Regions from separate parts of the Mus musculus genome. Here region 2 is linked to region 1. Evidence: chromatin contacts called from public HiChIP or PLAC-seq data. All regions are on one chromosome and are shown on one strand. Each heading gives the region's core, a stretch centred on a gene start, on an enhancer-like site or on the middle of the called end of the contact. The rest is flanking DNA. Distances are from core to core; before and after follow the strand shown. Region 1 overlaps Gm32540 (a long non-coding RNA gene). Region 2 holds the start of 4833411C07Rik (RIKEN cDNA 4833411C07 gene).

Evidence for each region. HiChIP or PLAC-seq counts read pairs in DNA pulled down with a chosen protein or histone mark.
Region 2: an H3K4me3 HiChIP or PLAC-seq map of microglia shows a contact between it and region 1, with 4 times the contacts expected there. The contact joins the promoter of 4833411C07Rik here to the enhancer-like site in region 1. A contact is called at or near these places in 1 of 39 promoter capture datasets (the C10 cell line), 8 of 484 Hi-C or Micro-C datasets (the C10 cell line, the G1E-ER4 cell line, bone marrow-derived macrophages and 3 more) and 6 of 115 datasets of contacts at active chromatin or transcription factors (bone marrow-derived macrophages, double positive thymocytes, embryonic stem cells and 2 more).

What each region holds. Positions count from the first base shown.
Region 1 is chr8:10,854,166-10,860,245 of GRCm38.p6, reverse strand. Gm32540 (a long non-coding RNA gene) reads left to right here. Exons shown (of 3, transcript XR_870139.3): 3 at 2,506-4,526. It overlaps Gm39130 (a long non-coding RNA gene), which reads right to left. Exons shown (of 3, transcript XR_870135.2): 3 at 5,099-6,080. Among named protein-coding and RNA genes, the nearest start is that of Gm39130, 7.0 kb to the right of the region's middle. Within about 2 kb of position 2,190, at least 26 of the 459 cell types and tissues checked have an H3K27ac peak or open chromatin away from gene starts, as enhancers often do. A contact at or near this core is called in bone marrow-derived macrophages, liver and microglia, where this site is marked.
Region 2 is chr8:10,897,847-10,903,815 of GRCm38.p6, reverse strand. It overlaps 4833411C07Rik (RIKEN cDNA 4833411C07 gene), which reads right to left and starts at 3,894. Exons shown (of 3, transcript NR_102285.1): 1 at 3,665-3,894; 2 at 3,310-3,551; 3 at 1,482-2,211. Gm2814 (predicted gene 2814) reads left to right here and starts at 3,265. Exons shown (of 2, transcript NR_166616.1): 1 at 3,265-3,473; 2 at 4,587-5,647.

The sequences.
Region 1 (6,080 bases), core at 941-3,440:
CTCATCTGCCCTCCCATGGTGTCTGCCCACCCTGAGGACGGCTCTCTTCCACACTGTCCACTGACTCACAGCCTCATCTGCCCTCCCATGGTGCCTGCCCACCCTGAGGACGGCTCTCTTCCACACTGTCCACTGACTCACAGCCTCATCTTCTCTTGAAGCTCCTCACAGGTCCATTCAGAAGGGATGCCCTACCAGTAGTCACTTCCTAGTCCAGCCCAGGTGACACCTGCACCCAACTGTCAGGTTTTATAGGAAATCGCTCTTCTTGGGTATGAATTTTGCCTGTTTCTCTTGTGTACTTGGTCGTGGGGGGTTTGTTGCAGGTGGCATTTCTATGCTTCGTGTTTTACAGGACATCGGCAGTGTCGTTAAATGAAATGGATGGTAATTACAGAGGAGTGAGCTTCGGAAGCTCCTAAATCTTCTCTGAGGATGCTGCTGTCACTACTGGTAGCTCTGCTTGCCCCTCCTACACATCCATTGCCTTTAGCATTAGAAAGCACTATTGCACAACCTAATAACTGACCCTGCGCACTTGACTGGGATCAAAATACCCGCAGCTGGGAAGACAGCTGTCAGTGAAGTTACGTAAGCACGGGGATTCATCTTCAATATCCAGGACCCACATAAAAAGCCAGGGGTGGTGGTACAGTCTTGAAATCCCAGCACTGGGGAAGCAGAGACAGGCAGGTCCCTTAAGCTCACCGGCCAACCACTATAGCCTAATCAGTGAGCTTCAGGTCCTCCAAGAGAGACAAGGTAGCCAGATCCCAAGGGGTGCTACCTGAGGCTGACCTCTGGCCTTCATATGCATGCACACACATGCCCACAAAGATCCACACAATGTGCTCCTTTGGAAAATCAAACCCACCCTATACGTCTGAGGGTTTTACTCAGTCTGGACATTACAAAGGAGTGCTGTGTCTACTATAGTCCCATTGACCTCCAGGGCTAAAGACTGGAATTCTAGGCCTCAGATATGTTACCTTCTTTGCTCAGAGATTGTTCTCAAAAATTTTAAGACACTTTCTTGCTGGCATCACCCTCTGGATCCTTCTATGTTGGCTTCCCAGGTTCTGGGTCTACAGATGTCTATAGCACCTCTGCTCTGCTTCTCGCCCAGCTTGGTGTAGAATACAGATGGTATTGTGGATGCTGGGAAGTGCTTGCTAATGGAAACTTGATATGGCTGCCTCCTGAGAGAATCTGCCAGAGCCTGACAAATACAGAGGTGGAAGCTTGCAGCCAACCATTGGACTGAGCGTAGGGTTCCCCGATGGAGGAGTTGAAGAAGGGACTGAAGGAGCTGAGGGGGTTTGCAGTCACATGGAGGGAGCAACAGTGTCAACCGGCCAGACCTGCCCCATCCCCCCAGACCCCGGGACTGGACCACCAAACAAAGAATACACATGGAGGGACCCATGGAGCTGGCTGCATGTGTGGCAGAGAATGGCTTTGTTGGACATCAATGGGAAGAGGGGTCCTAAGGGTGTAGAGGAATGCCAGTGCAGGAAGCTAGGAGTAGGTGGGTGGGTGGGGGAGCATCCTCATAGAGGTAGGGGGAGGAGAGATGGGATGGGGGTTTCAGAAGGGAGGCCTGGAAAGGGGAAAACATTTGAAATGTAAATAAAGAAAATATCCATTTTTTTTAAAAGGTGATTCCTGCGACCCTTTGGGACAAAGAGAGGATAAGCCAACCCCTGATCTACCAGGTGGTTGCGCTGCCATTGCAGCTTGCCCATAAGTCCCAGTGTTCAAATTTGAAAGGTCTCTCAGCTCTGTGAGCTGTGCTCCTTTACCTGAGAAGGAGTAGGTAGGGCCCTTGGGCAAATGCCCTGGGTTCCTTCAGGTTCTGAGGAGGCCAGATTTGTCTGGCTAGGTAGGAGTTCCCCTGGCTTGCCTCTATCGTAGGCCAGTCTGGAAAGATGCAAGGGAGAGACAGATTCGTTGATGTAGGATCTGGATGTTGCCTGCTTTTTTAAATAAAAGAAACAAAGAAATAGGTCCACTCTCTCCCAGGCCCCTGGAAAAATGTCCCATCATCCTCTGGGCATCATACAAGAACACACCCGCTGTCCTAAGGTATGAATGAGGCCAGTCTAGCTTTGGAACAAATAAACACAATGGCCTTGGGGAGCTTGGACTTCCTCTTCCTCTTTCATGGTTCCTCTTGGCAGGTTCTCATGGGAACCTGGCTTGTGGTGAGTGGACCTTTGTGCTTCTAGCTAACAAGGATGAGCAGAGGGAGACGAACTTAGGATTGGCAGTTGGGTTTTCACTGATGAACGTGGGTAGATCTCTAGTAGATACCCATCTATGACTGCTGTACTTTCATTTGTGGAGACTTCCCCAGCTAAGCTTTCATATACCCAGATGTAAAAATGAAATAAAATAAAATAAAACAAAATCTGCCAATGCCACTGAAATTGTGGTGGCAAATAGGCCATGGTGAAAAGAAGCAGATTTTCAAACTAGACTATAATTTTCATTTTTTTTTTTCAGACTACAGAATTCAGGTGACAGAATCTCATTAAACACACAACCATTCAGAGTATCAGGCATGAAATCCTGGAGTCTTCCCTGATTGCATAGTGCTCTTAAAAGCCCGGACAGTCAAAAGGCGTGACCAAGCCTCAGGGGGCAGAGGCTGCTCAGTGCCAAGGCCTCCTGCCCTCCAGCCCAGCTTGCCTCTGCTCACTCGATATAGGCTTATCTGTCACTCGGGGTCAAATGGAAACTTCCAAGCCGCCGTGTGCTCATACACATGGGCTGTGTCGTATCAATGACGTGCCTCCCTTGGAAAACAAAACACCGTCCCTCACAGTTGTCCCCTTGTGCGTAGACAGTGGCAAATGCTTATTTGCTAAACCTCCCGTCTCCTTCATTTCTGGGTCCCATTGAGATCATGGAAACACAAAGTAAATACCCACAGAAGAAAAAAAATGGCCCTGAGAGTATTTATTTAAGAGTATTGTTCCAGGATATGCACAAAGATAAAGACTGTGTAATGAATGGCGACTCCGGAGGCCAAGCACCAAGACGTTCTATCCTGTACCAGCAGTTACCCTGGCCAGGAAGAGGCCGTGTGCTACCTCAGGACATGCCCTTATAAAAGAGTCACCTTGCCAAGCTGCCAACTGGTTCTCTTTACCCTAGAGGATCAAGGGAAAGAACAAAGGGAGGAGGCAGGTGTGATCTGATCCATTCACAGCCACAGGAGTATACAGACAGGCAGGGACTTTTTTCCTGGAGAAGGGACAACAGATGGTGTCAGAGAAGAACATTAGTATTATGCCATACCTACAGATTCCAGAGAGCCCAGGTAGGGCTGTGGGTCTGTGAAACACTAGTATCTAGTAGCTAGCTCTCTCAGGAATGTGGGGCAGGGGGATTCCGGCCTTGTAGAAGCCGCATGGCAGGAAAACAGGTCTCCACTGGGTTCAGGTGTCTCTAAGACTCAGAGAAAGGTCTCTAAGACCCAGAGAAAGGTTCATTTAACTTCCAATGCTCCCCCCCCCCCCACACACACACGGAAACCTCGAATGAAGGGACAGCAATTTGGAAGCAAGTCAAATGAAATACAGAGCGGAAACCCACTCACGTCTCTGCATGCTTAATGATCATTGACTTTTAAAATGGGTTTTGAAATAAAAAGCCTTCTGGAAGAAATGCAGATTTGAAGGGATTACTAGAAAGCACGGATCGAGTACCCTGCTGTCTGCATTAATTCCTCCATAGGTGGGAACTCTGCCGGCCTCCTGATTTCCTATGTTCGCGTATCTGCAGTCCAATTATTAGACGGCAAAAAGCCATAGAGGCCCCTGGATGGGCCTAGGAGCAGATTTTTCATAAACAGACCTGTTGGTTCACCCTTAGCTCATGAAGCCGCTGCTTAAGGAGACTGTGAGAAATACAGTCAGACAAGACAGGGCACTGGCAGCTTCCTGCTTCACATAACATGTTCATCCAAGCACACCCAACTGATGTGGGACACTTTCTGTTCTTTCTCTGACTTCACATCTTTACCAGATGGAGTGGATTAGACTCCCTGTTTCCTCAAAGCACAACTGGGCCAATGCTGGCTGGCTAGCAAGCTCTTGGAATTCACCTGTTTTCATCCCCACCTAATCCTGGGGTTGTAGGCACAGGCAGCCATGCCTGGAGTTTTACATGAGTGCTGGAGACTTGAACTCAGACTTTGCTTGCAAAACCAAAGATCTTATCCACGGAGCCACCTATCAGACTCCTATATATGGAGTCTCTGAGAGCTAGCCTGGTATGCTGGTGCACTCTGCAATTCTAGGACTGACAGGTTGGGGCAGGAGAATCTTGAGTTGGAGGCCAGTGAGACACTGTCTCAAAAAAACAAGGGCTGGGCCTGTGACTCAGTGGTAGAATATTTGCTTTGAAGTGTGCATCCAAGCCGATAGATTCTGCTGCTTCTGCCTTTCCCCCTCGTCTCCTCTTCTCTTGCCTTCTTCTCTTTTGACTCCTCTATGTGTATGTGTTTATTTTAGGATAGGCTTATTTTTTTCCCCAGTGAAGATCTTTGGCAGAAAATTGCATATAGTATTATATATAATTTCACCTAATACATAATTATATATAATTCTGTTAGCGACGTTACATAAGGAAGCAGAGTCTTGTTCGTCACTTCTTAGTGGGTAACATTGTGGAGATGCTACAACAGTTTCAGACTGAGATAAATTTGGCTCAATATTTGATCTTATTTTATTTACTTTTCTTAAATTTACTTATGTAGAGAACACAGGACAGATCAAGAAAAAAAGAATTGTGGAGGGGGGGGAGAGAAGGTGGAGGAGGAGGGGGGGGCTGAGAAAACTCAAGTTGAGAACAGAGAACAAGAGAACAATGTCAGGGAGATGAGAAGGGGCCAGAGAAGAACAGGGAACAGAGACCTGGTGATCACATGTGGCACAGGACCAGTGTGTGACGTATGCTCAGAGTTCAACAGAAAAAGAGAATGCTAGCTGGGCGGTGGTGGCGCACGTCTTTAATCCCAGCACTTGGGAGGCAGAGGCAAGTGGATTTCTGAGTTTGAGACCAGCCTGGTCTACAGAATGAGTTCAGGACAGCCAGGGCTACACAGAGAAACCCTGCCTCGAAAAACAAAAAACAAAAAGTGTGCTTTACAAGAGCTGGGGACCACTGACCCTACTAAGCAGGGTCTTGTTAGGAACTGGTAGCAAGGTATTAGAAACCCACTTCCAGTTCCTTCTACTTGGCAGTCTGACCTCTGCTCTCCAGAACCCGCCAGGACAGGATTGGGGGAAGGGAGAGTGTAAGACAGAGGGCTGCTGGTTTTATCCTGCAGTTTCAGCTGGGTCATTGGGTTGTTGCATCGGGGGTGGGGGTGGGGGGGACAGAGCTCAAAGCCTTAGTCACAGAATTTTGTTTTTCAGTTTTCTTTCTGTTGCTCAACGTGGCCAAAGCTCAGGTTCCAACCCTGGGGTAGATTGTAAGGTCACAGGGCAGAGCTGCAGTCCCTCCTCACTGAGTCAGCACAGCCAAGGCCACAGGAGTTGAGAGACACCATCAGGCAGGAACACACAGGTACACGTGTCACCTGCCAGTAGTCGGCCCTTTTCTCTTCTCTCGATCAGGTTAAAATTAGCCTTAGGCTTTCCTGACTTGGTATTGTTCAGAGTAAAGCAGAGAGGGATGGCAGACTGGGCCTCTTCTGTGCCCCTTGTTTTTGTCCCCTTGGAAGTGCAGGAAGCTGTTGTCTTATGCAGAGAGGCAGGAGCTATGGAGAACTAGAGAGGGACACCTCCATGGGCCCCATCGCCCAAGAGGCAGGAAGAGCAAGCAGCCACTTCTCCGGGACGTGAGGCTGTGTTATCTTTCTCTTTACCCTACAGTGTCTCCGGTCACTTCTTGGTGTGGGGCAACACCCCTGGGGAAAATGGTCACAGACGGTGGTGTCAGTGCCCACTTCTCACTGTTGTGTGGGTCTTGAGCCAACAGAAATGTCATTTGAGGGTCTCAAGGCAGGGCCGGATACAGCCAGCGTGCTGGGTGTGAGATTCTCAGAAATCTGTTCTCTTGAATAAACA
Region 2 (5,969 bases), core at 2,645-5,144, 42 kb before region 1:
TTCTTTAGGCCAAGCTGGTCTTGAACTCAGAGATCCACCTGCCCGTGCTTCCCTCAGTACAGGAATTAAAGGCGTTCACATCTACTCAGTGGCTCCTTTGCCTGTCATTCTTGCCTCCCAGGACCCAGCAAAGTCAAGAGGGTCATCTGATAACCTCGCAAAGCCCCCAACCCTCACTGATATGCTTCTGTGACCCCAAATTCCCATCAGATCTCACACCAGGAGGATTGTCTGCTAAGACCTGCTCATGTGAATGAAAGGAAAGCAAACCCTGAGAGATGGACTTGCTCTCCAGGCCCCTTCCTATAAACAGAGCACTGGGGAGCCATTACTCAAGTAGCAAGCACCCCTTGGAAAGGGCTAATGACATCAGGAGGCAAAGGTCTTACACTATGCCATAGTTTGCAGGTCTTCAGATGACTGCAATGTGCCCACACCTATATAGTCTATGAGTTAGGGCAGAAATCTTTGGAGATTTCTAGAGAAATAGCAACCCCAAACCCAGGCATGTTGCATTGATTAAAACAGACTCAGCACAAACATGCCTGTGCCTTGAATGAGTTAACCTGGAACCATAGACATTTGGTACTTTATGTCTATCATCATTACCTGATTTCTCAGCCATCCAAGGAGACACTCACCTGCTTGGCCATATATAGAATCCACAGATATGTGTTTGCCTTAAGGAGTTGTTCTGTACAGTCCAGAGAATGGTTTATGAAAGCTATGGTTTTGGTTTTGAATGAGTGAGTTTAAAACCGAGCAAGGTGTCTTAGCTACTTAGACACAATGACCAAGGCAACTTAAAGAAGAAAATTTTTTACGGGGGGCATCCTGGTGTCTCTGATCTGTAGGGAGAGAGAGAGAGAGAGAGAGAGAGAGAGAGAGAGAGAGAGAGAGGATCTTGTTAAGTGGGGTGGGAAGAGAGGAGCTTTAAACACGGAGCAGATGTGACCAGGGAGGTCCCACTGAGGCACCTGGCTTAGAGTCCAGAGTAGGGCTGAGCATTCCCTTGGTGGGGTTTCCAAGTAAAAGAACAAAGAATAGAAAAGTGGCATCATCAGATCAAGAGTTCAGGATGTCCAGCCGAAACCGGCCAGGGAATCGGGTGGCTGGAGCTCCTGACTGTGAGGGTCCTCTCTACCCTCTCCACGAATGAGCTCCTAGCTTCTCTTTCCAACCGCAAACATTTTGTATCACGTGTCAAACTGTAGTAACCTCTGCTGGAAACACTCTTCCTTCTAGCTGTTCCCAAAGACACAATCTTTTTAATACTCAGAGACTCCAACTGCTTGCTACAGAGCAGGAGGCCCTCGGCCTAAGCTAGCATAGGCTTTGTTTTGTTTTATTTTGGGGCACAGGGTCTTGGAAGACACTTGATATAAACACACTTTGGTCTGAAATGTGAGTGCAAACCCCACTTCCATAGCAAGATACTCAGTGGGCTCAAACAGTACGTGACTATTTACCAACATAATGTACATTAGAGGAGTTTAATAACCATTTGAAGGACCAACAGGAACTTCCAAGGTGAATAGGATGTGGGAAGGGTGAAGACCTGGGACCCTGAGGCTGCAGCTGGCCAGTTGAACCGCACATGCCCAGTGAAGGGATGTGAGTGACGGGTCAACATGGGATCTGAGGTTGGGTGGCAGTGTGGGCTTGCGTAGCCTATTCAAGGGACTCTTTATGGCATGTGGTCTCATTGTGAAGAGTGACTCTGCCAGAGTGGTCAGGTGGCAGCATGTAGGTTGGGGGAGTGAGTAGCACTTACATAAGGAGACTGTTTGGGCATAGCTGCCTACATGTGAAGAAACGGGTAGATGGCAGGGCACTGGGTCCTTAAGTCAGATGATCAAACTGTGACCTTCACCAGTAGCTGGGAGAGGCATGAAGGATCCTCTCCTAGGGCCGTGGAAGTGTAGGATCTTGCTTATACCTCAGACTCAGACACGAGGCTCCTAGAACTGTGAGGTAGGTGATGACTGTCATTAGAGACACCGGGGCATTACCCTTCATGCCATACCTGGGAACTGACAGGGGGTGAGCAGAGGCAGGCACCTGCATGCTGAAGCGACTCGGCTGGCATGAGACAGCTATAAGCAGAGCAGAGAGGGCTCTGGCAGACAATGGAGCTGCCCTGGCAATGACCGCTCGTGCTTTGGACTGTCAGAGGCCACTATGAGGTAGACTGTTGTACCTCAGATGTACCTGTTGAGAATAGAGGCAGGGGATGAGTGTGAAGCTGGATACACAGTGGAGACCACACACAGCTTACCGGGCTGAGGCCATCTTTCTTTCTCTCTCACCACAGAGGCAGACACTCAATAGTCTCAACTGTGATTGGGCATCTCATGAGCCCACAGTTTCCCTCATAGGAAGTAGGCATTTAATTTAGAGGACCTACCTTGGGTCAGGCCCAAGCTGCCTTGAGCCCTCCAGAATTTGAGATGCAGCTTCCTCTATCTCTGCCAGAGTAGCTGTGGCCCCACCCCCTCCACCCCTGCACCACCCAGTGCAGTGAGACTGTTTTGTGGGCAGTCTTCGGACCGCTCAAAGCTCTCGACTTCCCACAAGGAACTTGGAAGCACATTTGTGTGCACCTAACCCTTTATCACAGCACATGGTTCATTTGTCTGCAAATTTCTTCCAGTTTCATGTCTCAAGGAAGTTCTCTTTGAGTTGGGTTTCTGGTTATTTGAGAAGTTCCACCAGCTGACCATGGTACTTTCCAGACCTCACAGGAGAATCTTTCTGGTAGGGTTTATAAGGTTCTTGCCTTGATACTTGGACAAACTGCCTGGCGAAGCAACTTTAGGAAGCAAAGATTTGCTGTGGTTGACAGTTTCAGAGTCAGTCCACGCTGGTGAATAGCTCCTGGGCCCGGTGAGGTGAGGCAGCTATAAGCTGCATGCACAGTAAGAAACCAGGGAAGTCTTCCTTCTTTCTCTCTTTCTTTCTTTCTCTCTCTCTTTCTTTCTCTCTCTCTCTCTTTCTCTCTCTCTCTCTCTTTCTTCCTTCCTTCCTTCCTTCCTTCCTTCCTTCCTTCCTTTCTTCCTCCTCTCCTCTCCTCTCCTCTCCTCTCCCCTCCCCTCCCCTCCTCCCCTCCCCTCCCCCCCTCCCCTCCCCTCCCCTCCCCTCCCCTCCCCTCCCCTCCCCTCCCCTCCCCTCCCCTCCCCTCCCCTCCCTCCCTCCCTCCCTCCCTCCCTCCCTCCCTCCCTCCCTCCCTCCTCTCTCTCTCTCTCTCTCTTTCTTTCTTTCTTTCTTTCTTTCTCGTCTGATACCCATACTGAGCATGGATCTTCTCACCTCGATTAACCTGATATAGAAACTGTCTCCGTGACATGCTCAGAGGTCTGTTTCCATGGCGATTAAAAATCTCATCGAATTGACAATTAAGATTGACTTCCACCGAGTAAATGAACTCAGGAGACGTGGCTCAGAACCTCCGTCCCGGCTGTGGCCTGATTGAGGTGGGTGCTCTCTCTGCTAGGTCTCTCCCCACTGTGGCCTTGGTCACCTCCTGTCCCTCCTTGCTTATCCGCCATAGTCTGTGGGAGTGAATAAGGAAAGTTAGTAATAGCTAACAGACTGATTTATTTTTTTCTAGAAACAGACCACCAATCAGCTATAATTAAAACCAAACAAGACTCACTATATTTACCGTTATTTTTTAGAATCTCTGATGACTTTTCTTCGCATCAGCAGCAATGTTCCCTCTGTCAGTTGCCAGAGGCCAGCCCACGTGCTGTGTCACAGGCAGAGGTCTGCGTGGCTTCCCGGTTTTCCTTAGCCTGCCGCTTTCCCCAAAGACAGAAGAGCGTAAAAAAAAATCGTCAGAAAGTGAGGAAGGGCCATTCCCCTGCTACCTGGAATGGCTGCTGTCCTATTTCTGGAGACTTGGATAGGGACACCAGTGCACAGAGAAAACAGAGGCAGTTACATAATCACGGCCGGACCAAACAAACAAACATGTCAGACCGTTGCTTTTTCGGTGTTTGTGGGGACCTATTGCGCAATCCAGATTCATTGCGCTGACCTTGCAGCTAGCGAGTGAAAATCCCACTGAAAACAAACCAGCCAGGGTTGAGCTGAGGGAGGACAGGCGAGCAAGGGGAGGGGAGGGGAGGTCATACAGTAAACAAGCTCCTGACCCCACCTAGCCTTCCTCCTCCCAAAGTGTCTGGAAAAATAAATGATGCTTCCAAGATTACAAACCTAGGAGCTTACACTCGGGGGTGGGGGTGGGGGCACGGAGGACACACACACGTGGCGGGGGACATGAAAGACATCATGGGGAAAGGAAGTCCAGGTCAACAATAGGAGAGAATCAAAACAAACCAAACAAAACACGTGGGTGGTTGACGGTGTTAAACAATAAATGAAGGGAAGCAGTGTCTTTGGTCCCCACCCCCAGCCTTGGCCCATCTGAGCACTCTCTCCCCCAGGAGCCGGAGTCCTGGGAACGCTAATGCGAAGCACAGTGAGCTGGTACCCTGTGTTTCCTTTGCGTCTGAACAGCACAGACTGCTATCAGGCTATGAAAAGAACTAGTCTGTCAATATGTCCTTGTTTTTCTCTACCAGGAAGGAACACTTTCAGAAACCCAAAGGACCACAGCTGCCTTTTGTCATCACGCCTCTGGGAACCCAGACTTTGGAACCCACAGCCTCTTGGGGGAGGGGGCACAGGCAGCTTAGCCTGTCTGACCTCCTGCTGTGGTCCACAGCACCCTGCTTGGATGGGTTTCCTTGAAGCCCACAAGTCCCCGTCCTGAGAATACATCAGGCAGAAGAAACAGTTGACTCTGCACCACTCGGAGGAACACACACTTCTTCGGCTCAGTAAGAGATTTAAGCCGTGGTGGTGGCTACACCGAGAAACCCTGTCTCGAAAACAAAACAAAACAAAACAAAACAAAACAAAACAAGAGAGAGATTTAAGACAAGGTGATAGGCCACACAGGAGATCTAGGCCACCTCATGATCCCTTTTCTGGAGCTGTATGACTGACATCTCTCATACTTGGACAGCCACATTACCCAGGACTTATAACTCTCCTGGGAGTTTGGGGGCAGAGGTGAGCAAAAGCTGCTCTGTCTCAGTGTGGGGCGAGGAGGAAAGCAATGAAACCCTAGTCTGCCTTCTGCCATTGGCCCCGTCTACGAGGTACCCTTTCACCTCAGCCTTCATAGCTTAAAGAAAGGAAGGAAGAATTGGTGACAAGCTGTTGTGTGTTCTCACTACCTGGAGTGGACCAATTAATTGTTCAAGGCTCCTAAAATTATGTAAGAAAAAAATACAAACCCCACCCCTCCACATGCACACACACATACACGTGCACACACATGCTCACACACCCACACACATGCACACACATGTGTGCATGCAAACACACATGCATGTGCACTCACATGCTCACACACATGCACATACATGTGCATGCATACACACACGCATGTGCATACACATGTTCATACACTCACACACATGCACACACACACATGAGTACACACACACACACATGCACATACACATGCAAGTGCACACATACACACATACACACATCAATTTAGTGATTTAAATGCATGCTAAATAAATGACAGTATTTATTCTTTATAAAAACCCTTTAAATACAGACTAAAAGGAAAAACAATGGAAAAGAATCATTTGGTATATTTCCCCCACATATATTGCCTTCTTACTTGTCTGTACACATTTTAACTTTGGCCAAGAAGTCTGTCCCCCCTGCCCCCGCCCCCGCTTACTGCTCATCAGGCAGCATCCTCAGGCACAACAGTCATGAGGGCAAATGTTCTTCATGGGATAACTACTGTGAGACATGGTGGCTCTGACAGTGTGTCACGCTCACATGGGCCTTAGAAAGGACAGTAGACCACTGTCAGAGCCACAGCGAGCTATTTCTGGAGATGTAATCCACTTATCCTTAAGAGTTGTAGGAGATAGAGA